Linked DNA regions of Danio rerio: region 1 is linked to region 2. The links are chromatin contacts, called in public HiChIP or PLAC-seq maps. All regions are on one chromosome and are shown on one strand. Each heading gives the region's core, a stretch centred on a gene start, on an enhancer-like site or on the middle of the called end of the contact. The rest is flanking DNA. Distances are from core to core; before and after follow the strand shown.

Region 1 (5,484 bases), core at 222-2,721, 490 kb after region 2:
ATTACAATTATAAATTACATTATAATTGTAATTTGTAGTACAATTTAATGTATTATAATATAATACTTAATATATTTTATATTACCAATTTGATATAGACAGACAAATTATTATGTTTGATTTGGTTTTAATAGTTTTATCTGGTCTGGCTAATCTTAGCTGGTCAGAAAGCTCGTCTTCTAGTATGACCACCTGACAAAATACCCCAAATACCCTTCTAAAATTAGCAAAACGGCCTCCCTGTATACTTCAGGAGACCAGCAAAGACAGTTAGACAAGTTTAACCCTATAGAGCCTGTATTGGTTTCATTCATAATAATTCAGGGTCTATAACAGCAATCAATATAATCAAGACTTTGCTGTACTACTACTCAATCTACTATTGTCATTTTGCTGTCAGACTTTTACGCATTTTAATGATAAGTAAATAAGTTTTGTAATCACGAGTAACAAATATCAAATATGATCATCAGGTTTTTGAATATGTTTAATTTCCAGAACCTTTACTTTCTCTGTTTTTTACCGGTGGAATGAACTTCGAGAGTCTCTAAACACCTCAAGTCTTTGGCGGTTGTTTATTTATCTACATTTCAATCATCATTGTTATTATATATCTACTTTTCAGTCATGATTGTTATTTTTATCTAAAGTAAATGTTTTATAATTGTGAGTATCAAATATGATCATCAGGTTTTTGAATAAGTTTTATTTCCAGAACCTTTACCCTCTCTGTTTCCCAGCGGTGGAATACACTTCCAGACTTTGGAGGTCATTTATTTATCTACATTTCAATCATCATTGTTATTATATATCTGCTTTTCAATTATCATTGTTTTTAAATTGGATATGTTTTGGAAACTAGAGTTTTGCTATAAAACTAAGCACTTAAATATGACCATACCAATACATATTACTGGAGATTCTGAGTAAAACCTATATTATTATGTAGGTTTCTATTATCTACACCAAAATGTACTCTAGTAATCTAAATTAGATGATATATTTATGCTCAGTTTGCAGTTTTGTGCCTTTATATATTATATATACATATTTTTGTGATCAAAATAACATTGAAATATCACTCATGTATATCCATGAGAGATTAGAAATGGAGAAAATACATTTAGCATAATTAAATTAAAACAGCACCAGCTAAAGGCAACACGTGAATTGAAACTATCTCCGTAAAACAGGGGCAGTGCTATTTATACACGCAATGGGACAGCCATAAAAGATTAATGTATATCAAACATAACACATAAATCTGAGATTATTTCTCACTCACACATAAATCACTCCTCATTTCTCCATACTGAGTGGACACCCAGAATCCCCGTCTGTCCTCCAGCGAAATGAAGGGCTCGTTCGGGTATTTTTGTTTGTATTTCTTCAGGAATCCTCCCTCGAAGTCCGCAATGACCCCATCCATGTCCACAAGCACCCGAAGCCTCCGGTTCCCGCTGGACATGTTCGCTTTCCCGTGAAAAATCACCGAGGAAGTGTTTCTCCCGAGCCATCGTGTGATTCTCGGTAGTAAAGTCATCATAAACCTCCGTCAGTCACTAGCTAGTGCGCGTTAGCACCTATAAAGTGAGCAGATTTGTTGGAGAGAGCTGATTATTGTGTTAGCTTCTCTCATTGTAGGGGCTCACTATTGTTTTACTCATCGTGAACTCGTTTTGTTTGTTGGGTTGTTTGTGTGGGTCACTGGGTCTCGTGTTTTTCCAGTGTTCACCGTTCGTTTGTGTATTTGTTTACAGCTGTGCGGCTAAAGCTAAACGCAAACACCTCTTCAAGTGTGTTTTGATTTAACGTTATATCGTTTTAATTCAGCCACATGGTTTACATTGTTATTATCATGTTGTAAACTAGCGGTTAGATTAAATTGAATATAACCGAGATAGAAAAAGAAAGAGAGAGATCGCACACTTGTGTAGCATTGTTTTTATTCCGGTGGGACCGTTTCCGGAAGTAGAAAAAATCCGATTTGTTTTTCCATTTAGGTGTTTATTATGTAGGATAACTTATAAATTGTTAAAGACGGGTCTACTGTTGATCTACATGATTTGCTGAATTCATCAGTCTTCAATTTCAATGTGTTTTAATTGTGATTACAAGCACCTGCAGAAAAACTACATTACCCATAATTCCATCGAAAATCTCCACCAATCACGAAAATTAAACAAAAAAAGTGCACAGAAAAAGTGTTTCTTTTAAGCTATTGTGTGATTTTTGCAAGTAAAGTCATCATAAACCTCTGTCGGTCACTAGCTAGTGTGCGTTAGGCTGGTTTTAGAGGGGTTTTGGGCACTTCCAGGCTGGTTTCCAGCCTGACCAGCTAAAACCAGCTTGACCAGCCTAGTCAGGCTGGGAGCCCAGCCAAAACCAGTTATATCCAGCTTATATCAGGCTGGTCAAGCTGGTTTTAGCCGGTCATCAGCCTGACCAGTAAAGACCAGCCTGGAAGTGGCCCAAACCCCTCTAAAACCAGGCTATCAGCCTAGGCTGGTTTACAAAGTTTTTTTCAGTAGGATTGTTGGAGAGAGCTGATTATAGTGTTAGCTTCTCTCATTGTGGGGGCTCACTATTGTTTTACTCATCGTGAACTCGTTTTGTTTGTTGGGTTGTTAGTGTGGGTCACAGGGTCTCGTGTTTTTCCAGTGTTCACCTTTCGTTTGTGTATTTGTTTACAGCTGTGCGGCTAAAGCTAAACGCCATCACTCAGTTTTAAGTACGCAATAATATAGTAGTGTGTGTCGTTTTAATGTAGCCGCATGGTTTACATTGTTATTATCATATTGTAAACTAGCGGTTATGCGTAGTATATAGATAAACTGAATATAACCGAGATAGAGAAAAGAAAGAGATCGCACACTCATGTATCATTGTGAAAAACTACATTACCCATAATTCCATCCATCCACCCATAATTTTCCAGTGCTCACCGTTCGTTTGTGGATTTGTTTCCAGCTGTGCGGCTAAAGCTAAACTTAAACACTGAGATTCAAGTACGTTATGATATAACAAATATTGTTTTAATGTAGCCACATGGTTTACGTTGTTACTATCATGTTGTAAACTAGTAGTTACATGTGGTGTGTAGATTAAACGGAATATTACCAACTTCGAAATAGAAAAAGAAAGATCGCACACTTGTGTGAACGTTAGCATTGTTTTTATTCTGGTGGGACCGTTTCCAGAAGTAGAAAATCTGATTTGTTTTTCGTTTGGTTGTTATTGTGTTAGCTTCTCATCATGATATAACGTTCTATATTGTTTTAATGTAGCCACGTGGTTAACATTGTTATTATCATGTTGTAAACTAGCGGTTGAATGTAGTATATATAGATTAAATGGAATATAACCAAGATAGAAAAAGGAAGAGCATTGTTTTAATTCCGGTGGGACCTTTTCCGGAAGTAGAAAATCCGATTAGTTTTTTCGGTTGGGTGTTGATTTTGAAGGATAGTTTATAAATCGATAAAGACAGATCTACTTTTGATCTTCAAGATTTGCTGAATTCATTAGCCTTGTTTTTGTCAACATGTGTATTAAATGGGGAAAACTACATTACCCATAATTCCATCAAAAATCTCCACCAATCACAAAAATTCAACAAACATGCCATGCTAATTTGTTTACTGACCACATGTTTTCATTTTTCCAGATTAAAAGTCAGGGCTATTTCGGCAAATATTGATTCCTCTCTTATAATAGTAATAAATCAGCTTAGCCTTCATCATATGGAAAATAATATGGATTTTTTTTTTTAATTAAATCTATATATTTAAAATGAATGTTTGTATTTTTAATCAGGACTGCTACTGGTAAATAAAAAAAAATTATATGTATATATATATATATATATATATATATATATATATATATATATATATTTTTTTTTTTTTTTTTTTTTTTTTTTTCCTATGGTCCTATGTGTTTTAATTTGTTTACACAAGAGGGTTAATATATATTATATAAGTTGGGTATAATATTGTTACCAATATTTTAACAAACGAATACAATCTTTGCATAATTATTAACTATACCAGCCTTCTTTTATAAGTCGTCTGAAGGTTTGAAGCTGATGATGATCTCTCCACTTCGAGTATCTTTGTTTTGCCCCGGAAGCAAAAACACCCATTTTTTTCCTCTTATTTCTTAAAGCTGTACGTCCATTTTCAAACCTGAATCCTGTGGTATTTTGCTGTAAATGAAGCATTTAGCTACAAACACATAACAGATAAGTGTCTATATATTAAAATCCTACAGTATCCCACGTAGTCATCCGAATCACAGTGGGGTGTTTACTTCAGGAAAGATCCCGAGTCTGAAATCTCGCGCAATCTCAGCTGTCACTCAAACCTCGCGATATCTATTTGCCGTTGGCGGCTGAGGGCCCGTCCCTTCTGTACAGGAGAACTTCTCGTGACATTTGAATGAAAAACATCGTCCCGAAAGCGCAGAATTATGGCTTCAGCTTTGGAGCAGTTTGTCAACAATGTGCGGCAACTTTCCGCTCAAGGTACGGTGGTTTTTACGGCGCGTTACGCCTCGGGCTTACGGAGATATGGGCTAGCTAGCTTAATGCTAAAAGCTGTTAGCGCGATAGCATGCTAGTTGTTTATATTTCAGCATGTAACACATGGGAGCTGTTTATCTAATTCCGTTCATCCAACTGGACTTAAAAGAAACAAAATCTGCAGGACATGTACACATTAAAGCATCTGCTTCAATCGCTTAGCTGTTATATAATGGAAATGAGAGCATGTGTCAAGTTAGCTGAGTCATATTTTAATTTAATGCAATAAAACACCCTATTTAGATTTTTCTCTGTCACTAATAAGGTATTTACAAAGTGATGTATATAATATAATCATTAAAATACGTCATGAGATCTTATTGCCATGTTCATTTACAATTAATGCAATAAAATACCCTATTTTCATGTTTATCTGTCATGTATTTATAAAGAGATGTATGTAATATAATCATTAAAATACGACATGTTATTTGCTTGTGCATTTACAGCAGAATAGATAACATCATGTAAGTGTTTACATTCATGATGATGCACCTTATGTTTTCAGGTCAGATGACTCAACTATGCGAGTTAATAAATAAAAGTGGGGAGCTTCTGGCCAAGAATCTCTCTCATCTGGACACTGTTCTTGGCGCTCTGGACATCCAGGAACACTCCCTTGGGGTTTTAGCTGTTCTGTAAGTCATTGACTTGTTGAATGCCATTGGCTGAACTCCTCAAAGTGCTTTATTTCTGCTTTTTTAAAGGTCTTACCTCTGTCTCTGTGTAATGTTGCTGTTTGTGAATGTAAAAGGTCTGGTGAGTTTTAAAGATTGAAGTGCATGACTAATAAGTTACTGCCTCAAAAAAGTATCAAGTATCTGAATTATGTAGATATGAATTGACATATTTGCATATGCGAAAATGATAATGACATTTATTGTCAAGACAATATTTAAGGT
Region 2 (4,873 bases), core at 642-3,141:
CTTCAACTGTGCATCGTGCAAGTTTAACCAAAATGAATGGACAATGCCTGAAATATACCTGCAAATTCTGCAACTCACACACAAACACACACACACACACACACACACACACACACACACACACACACACACACACACACAAACACACACACAGATGAACTTTACCTTCATGCTGGTGTTGTACAAGGAAATGAAGGAGGTCAGAAGATCCAGATATCTAGTGGTGAACACCAATGCGAAGAGAATCTGACTCTTTCCAGATATCCCTGCAAATCCAACAGATCCATGTTAACAAAACTGTCTCTGAACATCTAATATGAAGAGCTCCTCTAAAATTAAAGGGGTCCTATTATGCACAAGATGCGTCTCTGATGTCTCCAGAGTGTGTGTGTGTTTCAATCTCAGCTCAAAATAGCACACAAGTAATGTTCTCTAGCTCTCGGAAACAGACCCTTTCAGGCTTAATTGTGGCGTTTTGGTGACTGTCACTTTAAATGCAAATGAGATCAGGCTTTTTTTAAAAGAGGGCGGAGCTACACATGCAAATGTGCTTCATGCTTCTGTCAGTCTATGTCGCCATTCATCTAAAACTCCTCATCTATAATCCTCTTAGTCTATGCTGACATTATTTTCAGCAGCTTAAACACTAATGGCTAATGGACAGGCGGCTGCTTCTCACTCAGGGCTGCTGTTTATGGTAATGAGGGAGAGATGGGCACTAGTGGGCGGGGCTTTCCCTTTCTGATGACACATAGAAAGGGAGAACGTCAATCGAAGTGTTTCATTCATCAAGTCTGATTATAAACAATAGATTAATTCATGTAGATTCACAAATATCTGACACACAACTGGGGTAAACCCCATATAAAAGCGAGTTTTGCATATTAGCTGCCCTTTAAGTCATTATAATGAGCGTCAATATATGTTAATGAGATCCTGCCGCCACGTCAGAGGTCAGAGTAACGCATTAATCAATCAGAATGAATGAAGTCACTAAAAGTTAGTCATCTACCAGCAGATAACCAGCCCAGTGCAAAGCTCCAAAGGGAAGAAGCTGATTGACAGGCCTTTAGTTAGTTCAAAACATGCATTAAAAAGCTCAGGAATCATTTAAATGAGGCCTAGCATTGGAGAATGAGCCTAAATAAATATATCAGACACACAAACTTTCGCTAACCTTATAGCAAAGCACACATACACTTAAAATTACCCCTAAGCAGTGCACGAGTGGGTATCCCCGTACTACAATTAACCTTTAAAGTTAGTAAAATAGCCTAAAATTAACCTAGTAAAACAGTAAACATATATTGACTTACATTTGTATGACCTCAGTTTACCTCAGTGGTAAAACTATGATTAGAGGTGCAAAACTCCAGTAAGGGATTAGCAACTAACAACTATTAAACATTATTCAGTCAGTTAAACAGCGCTAATGTTGTTTTAAAGTCATATTTACATGACTTAATATTAAAAGTAGCGTGATAAACATTATAAGCACTGTTGGAATGAACGAATGAGCGAATGTAAAACCAACTTTACCTCAGTAATGACTGTGGAAACCTCAAATTAAGCTTAGTTTTGAAACACCAACTGTATTTTTAGCACGTAAACAAATGAAACCCGCCAAAAGAAACTGAATGCTGCATTTTCACTAGTAACAAGAGTGTTAAATTGGGTGTTATGAGTGGAGGAGTGACTGAAATCACCTGCACAGGATCTGCTCTTCCAGATCTTCAGCAGGAGGATGATGATGGCCGCTAAATGCGACAGATCTCCGGTCAGTCTGAACAGATTCATGGTTCTGTGGGTCGGTTGTGGTGAACGCGCCTCAAGGAGCTGCTGATCCCCGAAAAAGCGCAATAATACACGGATTTCCCGACTGAAAGATGGCGAGAAAAGCGACGTGGCCCGCGGACGTGGCCAACACTGACGCCGGGCTACGGTTGGCTGATGCGGGATGATGAGCGCCGAGCTCTGCGACTGGAGAAGAACTACCCGGGATGAGGAATATAAAGCGGGGGCGTGCGGTAGGGGGCGCGCGGAGGCTCAAAAAAGTAACGGGAGTTAGTGTTGAGTGTACAATTAAATTAAATTAAATTAAATTAAATTAAATTAAATTAAATTAAATTAAATTAAATTAAATTAAATTAAATTAAATTAAATTAAATTAAATTAAATAAAAAAAATAGCTGTATTAAAATGAAATACACTGTTAGCCCTTCTGGTCAAATTAAACCTTAAAAATAAATTTCATTTCAATTGTCAAGTGTATTTTGCATGAAAAAAAACAACTTTTTAGTACAATTATTAAGAATAAAAAAAAGAAATTTAAATACTACCCTACAAATTAGTAGTTTTTTATTTATATTTCAGGTTTATTTGACAGTGACAATGCACATTAAGAATACAACAATTTACAACTTAAAAAATAGAGTATGAATTATTACAGAATACTAATATACACATACTTATATAATGAATTATATATATATTAAACCTCATACAAATACAGCTTGTATTATTAACTCTCCATCTCACCCATTGGACAAGGAGGTTAACAATACATTTACACCAACTATCCACTTTAAATAATATTTAAGAATTGGATTTGGCTTTTAATCAACCTTGGGCCCCCTTTTAGTGCTCATTATGTCCTTTATTATGTTTGAATGATTATTTGTGAGACTTTGTCAATTAAATGTGCAAAATGTCCTATAGGATGTATAAACTAATCAATAGTATAACTATGTTCACAAGTCCCAGGTCCACAAAATCAGTCATAAGTGTGCATTCTTGCAAGTTTAAATTGAGATTTACACATCAACAGAAAGCTGAATAAATAAAGGTTCATTGATGTATGATTTGTTATGATAAATAAGCAATATGGCTATATGGAGATATTACTATTAGTCTAAGAAGGTAAAAAATAATCTGTAAATAAAGTTGAGAGAGTTTTTAAAAATTAAGTTGTGATGTATTTACAGTTGGACATCAGAAAATAATAATAGAAAATTATTTTTATGTGATAATGTTAAACAATAATCGTTTTGAACTTTGGTTTTGACGCATATAGGCCTATATATTTCTGGATATAGCTAAAATATTATCAGTGCATCATGAAGCTTGTTTTGTGCTCCAGGGTCACATATATAAATTTCAAGCATGTTATGTGACATATAAATGCAAGTCAGTCTAATAAAAAGAAAAGTAAGTGATCTTAATAAAATTACTTTCTAACCAGTAACCGCGCTCGACTCCGATTGGCTCAACCTGAACAACGCGAAGAAAAGTATCACATGACACGTGATTATTATCGCCGCCCGCGCTGGACGACATCGAGCTTCTAGAGTTTCCTCTTGTATTCTGCATTTCTGTTTTGAGTTTTGAAGGGTGTGAAGTTTGCTGATCCTGCTCATGAGGATCTGTAAGTTTGGCTACAACTCTTATTTAAACACCCCTAAAGCAACTCCACCGACTAAACCATGTACATATGTTGATGAATAGAACGTATTGTGATGTTAATTGTGTCTCGTTACTTATCCTTAACGTTTGAATGTCAGCGATTTCCACAACTGTTTTCAACGTTATTGATATATTAACCATATTAAAATGATTTCTGAAGGATCACGTGATAATGAAGACTGAAATCACGAGGTATAAATAACATTTACAGTATATTCACATGGCTAAAATATTTAGATTTATTTTACGTGTACACATTACTATTTACTCTATTTGTGATCAAATAAACAGCCTTGGTGAGAAGATAAATCAAAACAGATAAACATAAAAACTTAAATTAGTAAATAAACTATATAATGAAGAATAAAAAAAGAGAAATCGTTTAAACAAAATAATGTTTCTTTAACAAAATGGCTGTGAATGTATTCATTTATATGTTAAATACATGTTTTTTTCACCCAGTTTATTCCTTCAAATACATAAATAAATCTTCATATTTAAATACGTTTATGTCTATTATTTGTGCAATATTTAATTTCTTTAAACAGACTATATATAATAAAAATATAATATACATACACATATACACACACACACACACACACACACACACACACACACACATATATGTACACATACATACATACTTACAAATATATACATACATTAAAAAAAATTATATATATATATATATATATATATATATATATATATATATATATATATATTAAAAATACAAGTTCTAAATTATTAAAAAAGTTGCAGCGTTTTTAATACTTTATATAAAAAAGCAGAATAACCCCCTGACAATAATTTAATTTGCTAGCTTTGGCTTTCAATTTAATGCATTTAATTGTCTAACAAAACAAGCATTTAACTAATAAACTAGATTTTATTATATAACAAACGAGTTCCTCTCACCTCATCATCAAGTTCAAGGAGATTTATTGCACAGTGAACACACGATCGATAAAATCAGCACATACCTAATACACAAGGAAAACATGAACTTAACCAGAACCTACATACTGCAAATGCATGTTTAGACTCTCGCTGTGTTGTGCAATGAACAGCAGACATCATTTAATAATGTCTTAACTTGGTCCTACGATGTTTCAGACTCATCAAAAGTTCTGTTCAGACTGACAGAAAACATGTAACAATAATAATAACATATTAGAGACACACACCATGAGGATCTGCAGTTATTACTTCAGAATAACTTCAGCAATCAACATTTAACAAGAATTAAAACCTTTAAAATAAAAGTGTGTATTGAACAATACCGATATTTAATCAGTAACATACAGGATCAATGTATAAACATTTGTACTTTGTTAATTATACTATAATAATATCTTAAATCAACTTCAAATGTTGACTACAGGTATATGTTTTTCCATACTTCTGC

The links. HiChIP or PLAC-seq counts read pairs in DNA pulled down with a chosen protein or histone mark.
Region 1: a contact with region 2 is called in an H3K4me3 HiChIP or PLAC-seq map of gastrula embryo, with 4 times the contacts expected there. The contact joins the promoter of nt5m here to the promoter of kdelr2b in region 2. A contact is called at or near these places in 2 of 18 Hi-C or Micro-C datasets (caudal fin and an unstated tissue) and 1 of 4 datasets of contacts at active chromatin or transcription factors (gastrula embryo).

Annotation. Positions count from the first base shown.
Region 1 is chr12:1,682,100-1,687,583 of GRCz12tu, forward strand. nt5m (5',3'-nucleotidase, mitochondrial) reads right to left here and starts at 1,472. Exons shown (of 5, transcript XM_073918005.1): 1 at 1,286-1,472. The coding sequence starts at 1,468. cops3 (COP9 signalosome subunit 3) reads left to right here and starts at 4,387. Exons shown (of 12, transcript NM_199685.1): 1 at 4,387-4,525; 2 at 5,091-5,220. The coding sequence starts at 4,471.
Region 2 is chr12:1,193,488-1,198,360 of GRCz12tu, forward strand. kdelr2b (KDEL endoplasmic reticulum protein retention receptor 2b) reads right to left here and starts at 1,892. Exons shown (of 5, transcript NM_212695.1): 1 at 1,707-1,892; 2 at 166-266. The coding sequence starts at 1,797. It overlaps mettl9 (methyltransferase 9, His-X-His N1-histidine), which reads right to left. Exons shown (of 5, transcript NM_001077342.1): 5 at 4,391-4,873.